3 separate regions of the Mus musculus genome follow, and regions 1 and 3 are each linked to region 2. Evidence: chromatin contacts called from public HiChIP or PLAC-seq and promoter capture Hi-C data. All regions are on one chromosome and are shown on one strand. The core of a region is the stretch at or near the end of the contact, and the rest is flanking DNA. Distances in the headings are between cores, read along the strand shown.

Region 1 (3,447 bases), core at 133-2,632, 1.1 Mb after region 2:
TTGTGTTCTCAGAGACCCGTGCTTGTCACCCACCTCCTTGCAAGGGAGCAACTAAAAACATGGATGGGGAGGGCTGGACGTGGGAATTCACTCTCTATTGCAGGAGCATTGGTATTCCAGGACCCAGGAAGCCTCAGCCAGGGAGAGGGTGGGCTCTTGATTGTTGTTGGCTGAGGACACCAAGTGACCACATTCTACTGGCTTCAGACAGGTGACAAAGAAAAAAAGGGTGAAGAAACTCGGGAGGTACAGGGAACACAAAGGAGATCCTACTCACCCACCACACACACACACACACACACACACACAGACAGACATATAGACACATGCACAGTATACACACAGAGTACACACACACATAAAGGCACACACAGAGTACACACAGAGAGACACACATACACACACACACACACACACACACACACACACACACACACACACACACACTGTACATGCCTCCAGCTTAAGGGGAGCTTAAGGAGCTCTACAGACATCCTCTGCCATCTTTTCCCAAGAGGAGTAGCAAAAATAGAAGACTACCCGCTCTTTCCAAAGTGTAGTCCCTTCCCCCACTCACAGGAAAGGGGTGCAGGCCCAAGACTACTGCAAATGGTCCCAGGTCCCGAGGAGTGTGGCCTAGCTTAACAAGAGAGCCCAGACATGCAGCCATGACAGTGCAACATCTGTGCTCCAAGGGGTCAGGACTGAGAATTCGGAGTGATGCATCCCTTGGGAATAGAAAGAGATCATGTGGGTCGGACAGACAGCCTCATAGCCGCTGGGCCTGTGTGTAAACAAAGGGCAGTCTGCTTAAAATAATGAGGCTGAAAGTGTTGACACTTGCAGGCCTCTGCAGCAAGAGAGGTGGAGGGGCTCATGGCCCCGGAGAGGAGAGCCTGATAGGTGCCAGGAACCGTGTGAGTGTTGCATCAGTTTGCGCTGGGCTGCTGAAAGGCCTAAACTTACCCCTCGTGTCCCTTGCAGAGGAAGAAGAGCGTGCGCCATGCGTGCGCAGCAGCCAGCAGCAGTGACAGGAGGCTGGCGAGCAGGCTGAAGCGGCAGGCAGCCGGTGGGCCCCACTCCTGCACAGTGAAGCGCTCCCGCCCCTGCATCGTCAGGTTGGCACTCAGCCACATACCCTCGGTAAAGAGTAGGCAGCGGCCACGAAAGTCGTGGCCGTTCTCGGACAATGGCACCACCACCACGAAGCTGAACAAGAAGGCCAGAAAGTAACAGACGCACTGCGCGAAGAGGAAATTGTTGAGCGCCATGGTGGTGCCAGGATGAGAGGAGCCGCTGGCGAGGCCACCGGACAGGGACGCGATCGCTCCAGAAGCCGGGCCGCGAGTCTCCGGCGCCGCGCAGGCCGGTCCCGAGCCGCGTGGGAGGCTGCGCAATGACGGCGCCCGCGGGTCTCTCGCGTTGCGCGCAGACGCGTGCGCACAGGCCGAGCGTGGGGCGCGCCTGCGGTCAGTACCGCGGACAGTTCCCGCGGCTGCAGGATAGGTAGACAGAGCACTACACTAGACAGACTGCATTGGTGGAGACGTGCCATGGAAACCTGGCAGGGGTCGTGAGCATTACTAAGTCAGCTTGGGGAAACCCGACTCTGTCAGGAAGGGTACCAGCAGCGAAAGGCTAAGGAGGAGAAGGATGGAGTCCTATGTGCAGTTCAGACTCCTTTGCCAGGGCCTTTGTCTTTAAAGCGAATGGAGGAGGGAGGCAGAGAGTCGGGTCGGTAGGTGTGAGGATAGAAAAGAGGAAGGGTTCAAGTATTCCTAGGCGGGAGCAGACTCGTGATCTGTTTGTGCTCCGAGAACCATGCCCTCAGCCCCACAGTAGAGCCCTCCACTCCGCGTTTGTAAGATAAATAATGGTTGCCCTGGGCACCTCATTAAGACCTCTTTGCTGTGATGGAGCTGGTGGTGCATTAATTAATAGAATTAATGACTTTTCTAGTTTCCCTTAATACCAAGTAACCGTTAGTCCAATTCCCAGATGAGTAAGCCCTAGAGACATCCTTCTGGATATAGATTACATCAGCATTATTTTTGGCTTCAGGCACTAAAAATTCCTTTTGTTTTATTGCCAAAGTAATATGGGCTTGTTTTTTTTTTTAATTACAATGAGGAATATGTGTGATACAAAGACACCAAGTTTCTTCCTCTTCCCTCCACTCCGGCACATCGTTACTACTCGTGACAACCTGATGTCTACCCATCCAGACATTTTGCACCACGCACACACAATTTTCAAAAATGTTTCATACTATGCCTGTGTCTACAGGCAATTCAGTCATCCAACAGTATGCATTATTCCCTGTCTGCACAAGCAAGCCCGTGGTCTTCTTTCTAGTTATTGTGTAACATTCCGTAACATTGACTGTTGTGTGTGACTATCCCTCTCTGGGGGGACATTGAGCGTCTCCAGTGTCTGTTGTTTCCGGCTCTGCTGTGTGACATCCTGGTGTCTTTTTCTGCGGCTGTGCCAGCTGTGCAGGCAGCACATGAGTCTCTATGAAAGTCTTAGGAGAAGAATGACTGGGTCATGAGGTACGAACACTTCAAGTGGTGTTGGCAGGAGTCGCCAAACTGGTCTCTGGCAATATCGTGAAGATAGTCCACACATCAACTCTGCAGACCCTTCTCCTGAGCAGGGCTTTCAATCTGGTTGGTTTTTACACACGGAAAGACAGCTCATTGATTTGTGACTTGTCTTCTGCTTATCACTGGGAGGTCAAAATCTGCTCATAGTCATTACCATTTGTTATCCGCCTCTGCACATAGAGCATTCATTTTGCAATCTCTTGAGTACGTTATATGAAGGAACAGGATAAGGTCTGCAGCAGCTACTCTTTTCTCAGAGAATCCACCCAGGGTTTCTTCCACTGCCAAGACTCCCCAACCCAAACCAGGGGGGATTGTTTAGGAAGCTCAGCCTGCCCCATCCCAAACACAAATCCTAACCATTCATCAGCACTGGAAAATTTTGACCAAAAAACAACAAACAAACAAAATTGACCCTGACAATTGAGAAGGAAACAGATTGCATCAGAGGGATGACTAAAAAGGGACTCTGGTACCCTAATTTATGAGTTCCACTTAACCTTAAAAAATAATCAGGGGCTGGAGAAGTGGTTCAGACACTGGCTGCCCTTCTAGAAGACCAAGGTTCAATTCCCAGCACCCACATGGTGGAGCACAGTCATCTTTCACTCCAGTTCCAGAAGATCAGGTGCCATCTTCTGACTTCTGCCAGCACCAGGCATGCAAGCGTGGCACATGGGTGCAGGCAAAATGCCCATACAGTTAAAATAAAATAATAGAATTTTAATTACGAAAATCAGAGATTCTCTTGGTATTTGTATTAGTCCAGATTCCTCAGAGAAACAGAACCAACAGGATTATTTCACATGCTGTGGAAACTGGAAAGCTCACAATTCCAGGG
Region 2 (3,407 bases), core at 733-3,232:
AGCGACGTATCTATCCCTCGCGCAGGGCACCCAGCTGAACCTGACTGCGGAACTGCCTCGATCGCAAGATCCAGTGCTAAGAATGGCAAACCCAATGTTGAGAAGTCTCAGATTGCAGCGTGCACTAAAGACCTCACTTTCAAAGCAACTCTGTGAAATCAGTTCACTATCCAACTGGAAATCGTGTCACTGCTAAGTCTCCGGAGAGCCAGTGCTCTCAAGGAAGGGCTCAGTCCTCTGTGTGACCAAGAGCAGAGAGAGGCCCCTCACAACAAAGCCCCCACACCTCCCCTAGCTGCTCTCAAGCAGCTGCAGCAACATCTCACGGAATAGCAACCAGGCAGAAGCCCTCTAAAACTGAGGGACAATGAAGTTCTACACACAGCTCTAGATTTCGGTTAGAGGAGGAGGCCTGCATGTGGAACACATTTGTTTCCTCCTGTAAATATCAACCTTATCTGTCCGGAAGATTAGAAATGACTGGTTCAAACTGCACAGTCTTAGCCCAATGACGAAAGCAACCAAGGACAAGATTTACAGAGCTGGACCTGAACCTAAATCACACTTCCTCCTCCTTAGTCCTTGTGAGGGAACTGAGGGTCTTAAGGGGAAATTACTGTCCGGGTTGGTTGAAACCTTACACTGTAGCCTGTCTTGAGAACTGTCAATGAATGACTTAATCAAGCATTCGTCCTAATAAAGCACAATAGATCATCCGATCTATGATTACTGCATTAGATCCCTAGATGAACCGAATACCCAAGATCAGATGTATAAGTTTTTAAGTGACAGTTCTAGCTGTCACACACACCCCGAAATATCACCAGTCTGACACGGTTACAATTAGGGAGTCGGGGGTTGGGGGTGTTGGGGGAGGGTTCTTGTATTTTATATAAAACCTTTAACAGTTAAAAACTGCTCGGACGTGCTAAAAGAAAGGGATATTCAAGCCGTGGACATCAAGGGGAGGTGGACAGGCTGTCACCTGGGTGGAGTCCTAGGGGCTGGGCTGTGGAACGAAGCCTTCGGAAGGCCCACCGAGCAGGGGCGGGTGGTGAGGAGGTGCAAAAGGCACAGAGGCTGCCCTCCCACCCGGTAGAGTCTAGGGCTAGGAGGGGTAGCTCCAGGCTCGACTCTGGACCCCAAAGGCTAGTCCGGGGCGGGGGCAGGGCGGATATCCCAGGGAGCGCTGCAGGAAATGATATCCAGACTGGGAGGGTGGGTCTAGGAAGCGGCCAGGGCGATGGCCGGGAGTGGGGGGAGTGCAAACGGAGGATGTGGCTCCGGAGCGCAGAACCAGGGAGGCCCGGCGCGGGTGCGAGCAGTGAGAGGCGCAGGGGGGCGAGCGGCACCTTACTCACCCCACTCGAGGAACTCCGCCACATACTTGTCGCGGCGCAGCGCCGAGTGGCTGCACTCGGTGTAAAGGCACACCAGCACGTCCAGCAGCGTCTCCACGCTCAGGGCGCTATCGTTGCGCCACGGCCCGTCCAGGAGCAGCTGCTCCAGCTTCTTGAGCCGCACCTTGGCCGACATGGTGCCGCGCGGCCCGCTCCCCACGCGCCGGCCTCTCTCCGTCCGTGCGCCCCGGCGTCAGAGCCAGCACTCCCCGGCCCGGCGGCCGCGCACCCCGGCGTCCAGTAGCCGCACAGTCCTTGTCGTCGCAGCCCGGCCTAGGCCGACATCTTGGGCTCCGTCCCGGCGGCACCGAGTCTGGGGCACCGGGCCCCGCGGGTCCATGGGCCGGTCTCCTCCCCTAGGCGCCGCCCGCACGCCGTCCCCGCCCTCGGCGCCTGGCCGCGCCCTCGCGCGCGCCGTCACCGACCCGGACCGCGGCGGAGCCCAGCACCGCGTACACCCGGCCGGCGCCCGAGCCCCGACCTCAGCCCGGCCAGCCGCCCAGCCCGCGACCTGCAAGCCAACCAGGGCGCGGCCAGCGCGGCGCAGCCAACCACCGCGGGGCCGATCGCCGCCGCGCTGACCTCAGCGCGACGCCCCGCCCTCGGCCCGCGGCGATCCTCCGCTCTTTGGGCCTCGCGGTTCGCCGTAGGGACGGTGTGGGGCGGGGTACCCAGTGCGAAACCGAGATTGCGGGTGGCGCACGCGCACAGGAGCGCGGGCGGGGCGCCCAGCCGCGCTGTGTGCGCCCTGGGTCCCATAGTTCGGCTCTGTTCCCGATCCTCGGGACCGACCCTCGTGGCCTAGCGAGGCAGCTGTCCGGCGCGACCCCCGGGTCATTACTGCTGGGTTTCGGTTGAGCTCGTCTGAGCTGTGAACCGACAGTGCTCTGGGTCCCAGTGCGCACGGGAGACGCGGGCGGGGCACCTGCCGGGAGGCTCCGGGGTCCGCTGGACGCGCGCTCCCCACTGGGCACGCGCCGCTGGGGATGCGCAGTGCCCTGTCTCATCGGTTCAGAGTCTACCCCGTGACTGATTATTAGGGTGTCGACCTGGTGGGGAGTAGACTGTTGTCTCCAGGCGAGTCGCCGCTTTCACTCAGTTGGACGGCTCAGAAGGTTGATGTAAAACATCCCTTATGACATCCCCAACCTCCGCAGAGGAGGAGCCCTTTGTGGACCCCAAGGTTGCTTCAAAAGAATGGGGGCTTGTGGTGCAGCAGAGGCGGGGCAGGTGGGGTTTGGAAGCCGGAAGCTGAGAGGAGCCTGAGGCAAAGCGCAGGGTGGAAAGCCGAATGGCGACTCCAGCAGGAAGCGACTGAAGAGTCCCTGCCTGCTGGGAATGATGTATGACTTGGTTGGGGTTACGAAGCACACACATAAGCCTCCAAACTGCCCTCAAAATTCACGCGCGTCAGTATGTGTGTGTATCTAACTTAGTTTTTAAGACGCAGGCAAAATAGCCCGGTATTGTAGGTTGGATAGAGCGAACCCTTGTCAGATCTTTATTATTGTGAAGGAATCTATACACATATAAAGTATATTCACGAGTTACTGCATGTGTGTGATGCCCAGTTGTTTAAACTTAAAAATTAAAGCCCAAGAGAATCATCCTACCCAAAACTAAAGTCTGAGCAGCCAACTGCATTTTTTTTTCCTTGACAGCCCTCTTGCTTTTTCTTTGTCCCGTAAGCTTGCCCACGAGAGTGTCTTCTTTGGCTGGCCCTGTCACACTTCCAGCCACTCCCAACGGACAACTCTGAGTCCCTTCTCTGATTGCATGCTGCTGGACTATTTAATCCCTCCAAATTAGGACTTTGCCCTTGCACCCCGGTACCAGTCTGAGGTGCCCAACCCAACTGCCTTCAGTGCGTCTGCTCATCCCAGATCTGTTTCCGCACTGCCTTTTAGGACGCCGTCCACCCCTGGGACAGATCAGACCCAGGTGTACTCTGTAAGCTTCCTTTGAACTTGAAACAGTGAGTATACTTGCGTGGTGGCACATGCCTTT
Region 3 (3,363 bases), core at 755-3,254, 1.6 Mb after region 2:
CCCACCGAGGCTCATCCTGAACTAAGTTCCCATTTTAAAGGAAACATGGTAGGGGAATGCTACAAATGTAGAAGGGTAGGAGTCACATCACACCTAGTTCACAGGAAGACACATTTCCTGGCTTTTAAGGAAGTTGTCTTAGGACCTACAGTTTACAAAAAGAGAATGGAGACAGCCATTATTTTCAAATACAGAGGCCAAAGATCCAAATAACAGGTGAAACAGATTCAAACTGCTATCTAGTCACTTGGAAAACACTGGTCACCACTAACCCGTCCCCATGACCTACCTTAACAGCCCCCCCCTTCCCTTAGAAAGTGCAGACAGCATGTGTCTCACTTTCCTTCCATCTAAAGTGAGGCTGGGCAGATATATGTCATATTCATTGAGAACCTACAATGGTGTCCAGTACAAGATGGCACAGCTCAACCAAGGCCACTGGTGCCATGCCCCGGTATGCACAGCTTGGTCACTCTTATTTCCTCCCTTGACCCTGGCTGCAATGCCTGCCTGGCGCACACAGACACAACTCATCAGACAGCCCATTCTTCTGCCTGCAAATGCACCCTTGGTCTGTCCCCAGCGCTGTCTGCCAATTGCTGAGGTCAGTGGATGCTTGTCTTTTGCTTCCAATCAAAGGCAGCCTGTCCACCAAGGCTGATGAAGCTCGGTGAACACAGCCTCTGGTTTCCTAGGTACAAGCCTTACTACTGGCCCCAATAGGGCTGCAATGTCAGACAATATTCATTTCAGCTGGCCACAGACTGACAGACCCTCTGGACTTTGTTTTACCACCCCAGCGAGTGAGGAACATGAGGAAAACACAGGTCCCCTTGTTCTCTTCAAAGCAGACTCTGGCTTTAAGCAGCTGCAGCTGTTTGCAGCTCCCATCCTGGAGTTACAGCAGGAGGCTGCCTCTGGCAGAGGAGCTCCAAATGTAGATGGCAAGGGGTTGGGGTGTCATAGCAGAGGAGGGACCACCCCCACAATGCCTTCCTGGGAAGAAAGGCAGAAAACAGGACTATTGGGTAAACCTGAAGGGCAAGGAGGGACAGCCAGGTCAGATTGATTTGAGTTAGAATTGTTTCAATAAGCTTACTAGAAGATAATAAGACATGGAACCTAGCGGGAGAAAGGCAATTGTGTAAAGCCGTGGATACAAAGAAACAAGACATGCCAGAAAAGCTTTTCCCTAAATTTGTTGACTTTGACCAAAGACAGCCAAAAAGAGGGGGAGGGACATCTGCCACTGAGAGCTTCTTCCTGAGGCCCAGAGCCTAGCCGGCCTTCTCCAGGCCATGCCTGGAATCCCCTGCCTACTGGGCCCTGCAGTCTGATCGGCCACCCGCCCCTCCTATTGGCCCAAGTTCACTGCGAGCAAGGGAGAATGCACCCTGTACCAAATATTTGAGATGCTCTTGAGAAAAACTTAAAAATAAATAAATAAAGCACTGCTGAATATAGGAGGAGGCTGGATGGGCGGAGGTTGCTGGATGGGGCAGCTAGGGAGGACAGATGGTGGCTGAAACTCCTCAAGGAATAAGGGTGGGTGGGGCCTACAGAGTGCGAGAGCCAGGCCTTAGGGGCCTGTGCGGGGACACGCAGGATGGCAACCGGATGAGAGTCACCGGGATACATGGTCACGTCCCTAGGCCCGCGGTCCGCCGCAGGGAGCGTGAGGGGTTCGTAGACCTGGTCACTCCCGCAGCCATCACGTCGCTCGCCTGAGTCCCTGAGAGGGGCACAGCCTGTGCGCCGCCGCGCGCGCTCGCTCCCGCGGCTGGGCGCCGGAGACGCCCTGGGGCGCGCGCCTCACTTCCGGTGGGCGGTGATTGGGTGCGCCGCGCGAGCCCTGCCCCGTCGACCAATAGGCGGCGCGGTGCGGCAGGGGGCGGGGCGCGGGCGCAGCCTGGACACCGCCCGCGGGCCTGCCGGACTCCCGCCGCCCGCCGGCGCCATGTGACCGCGCCGCCGCCCTCCGCGCGCCCGGCCCGCCCGCCCGCCGCGCTCCCGCGGCCCGGCGCAGCCCCAGGCCGCCGAGGGACGGCGGGGCCGGCGCCATGGCCGAGCGGGGCCGCCTCGGCCTGCCCGGCGCGCCCGGAGCGCTCAACACTCCGGTGCCCATGAACCTGTTTGCCACCTGGGAGGTGGACGGCTCCAGCCCCAGCTGCGTGCCCAGGTACGCCCCCGTGCTGCGCTTTGTCCGCGCGCACCTGCCTGCGGGCCGGGACCCCGCGCCCCCGAGCGCGCGCGGGTGACTGCAAGGCGAGGGCCGGGGCGGGGCAGCGGGCCTGTGGCTCGCCCGGCCGGTGCTCTGCCCGCACCTTGACACCTGCGTCCCGGGCCGGGCTGCGCAGCGGACCTCAGGCGGTGGAGCTCTCGGCTAGTGCCACAGCTCTCCTCCGGCGTGCAGCGGCACTGTCACACCCCAGAGGCCTGGGCCTGAGGCTCCCGGGACACGCCGCTGTCTCCTCTCCATCTACCCTGCGGGTGAGGTCTGCGCTCTCTTCACCTGTCGGCCTTGTGTCCGGCGTTGTGACGAGAGCTCCCGAGACCGTTGTACTCTTTGCTTGGAGCTGTTAATTTTGCCGTTGCACAAGCCTGGTCTTTCTCCCCTGGGTAGGCGACCTCCTCCTCGCCCCGTGGAAAGGGTTAGACAAAATTTACCCGCTGGGCGGACACTGTGGCCACCCATCTCTGTGTGGACTACAGCTTCCCATTCTAGTGCCCAGCTTGAAACTTTTGTGATTTCTTGACTTGGCTCCTACTCGGGAGCTTCAGCTAGTGAGAGAAAAGAGGAACTCTAGACACCAGGTTGAGGGCGCTCCAGGCTTCCCTCTGGGGAGTCAGGGAAAGTGGCCTTATCACCAAAGAGCCTTCCAGGCACAGAACTTGGACAGTGTGCCCTGGAGGGGGATCTGAGTAGAGAGATGCTAGGAAGGAGAAGGGGAACTTTCTGTGTTCTTTCAGCAGGCCTCTGAGTGTGGTGTTGGGGGTACAGAGGCCACTAGATAGTGGTTTTACCCTTCTAGAATGCACAAGGCCCTCTGGGTCTGTCTGTGGCTTTGGGAAAGGAAGGATGGATCTGAGGGGCATCTGGAGGACTGAGACCTGAGGGTCAGCTTTTGCCTCAGTGGGAGCATCTCCCAGGCCCCTAAAGCAGGGTGGGGGGAGGGAGAGATGAACTGATCTCCACACTTAATTCTGGCTCTCTACAGCATTGCCCTGAGACTTCACACTGGCCCTTGAATTCCTTTAGCAGTCTCTGAGTTCCCTTAATGAGAGCCAAGGGTCCCCATGCCCCCCACCCCATACACCAGTCAGCCTTTCTCTTTCTCCCTCCCTCTTCTGTTCCCCCTTCCT

What was found. Promoter capture Hi-C pulls out the DNA fragments that hold promoters and counts their contacts. HiChIP or PLAC-seq counts read pairs in DNA pulled down with a chosen protein or histone mark.
Region 1: a contact with region 2 is called in a FOXA1 HiChIP or PLAC-seq map of pancreatic cancer cells. The contact joins the promoter of Tmem179 here to the promoter of Cdc42bpb in region 2.
Region 3: a contact with region 2 is called in a promoter capture Hi-C map of cranial neural crest. The contact joins the promoter of Pacs2 here to the promoter of Cdc42bpb in region 2. A contact is called at or near these places in 1 of 39 promoter capture datasets (cranial neural crest) and 1 of 115 datasets of contacts at active chromatin or transcription factors (pancreatic cancer cells).

The regions. Positions count from the first base shown.
Region 1 is chr12:112,509,778-112,513,224 of GRCm38.p6, forward strand. It overlaps Tmem179 (transmembrane protein 179), which reads right to left and starts at 1,383. Exons shown (of 4, transcript NM_178915.3): 1 at 967-1,383. The coding sequence starts at 1,271.
Region 2 is chr12:111,375,736-111,379,142 of GRCm38.p6, forward strand. It overlaps Cdc42bpb (CDC42 binding protein kinase beta), which reads right to left and starts at 1,983. Exons shown (of 37, transcript NM_183016.2): 1 at 1,362-1,983. The coding sequence starts at 1,536.
Region 3 is chr12:113,012,504-113,015,866 of GRCm38.p6, forward strand. It overlaps Pacs2 (phosphofurin acidic cluster sorting protein 2), which reads left to right and starts at 2,005. Exons shown (of 24, transcript NM_001081170.1): 1 at 2,005-2,179. The coding sequence starts at 2,061.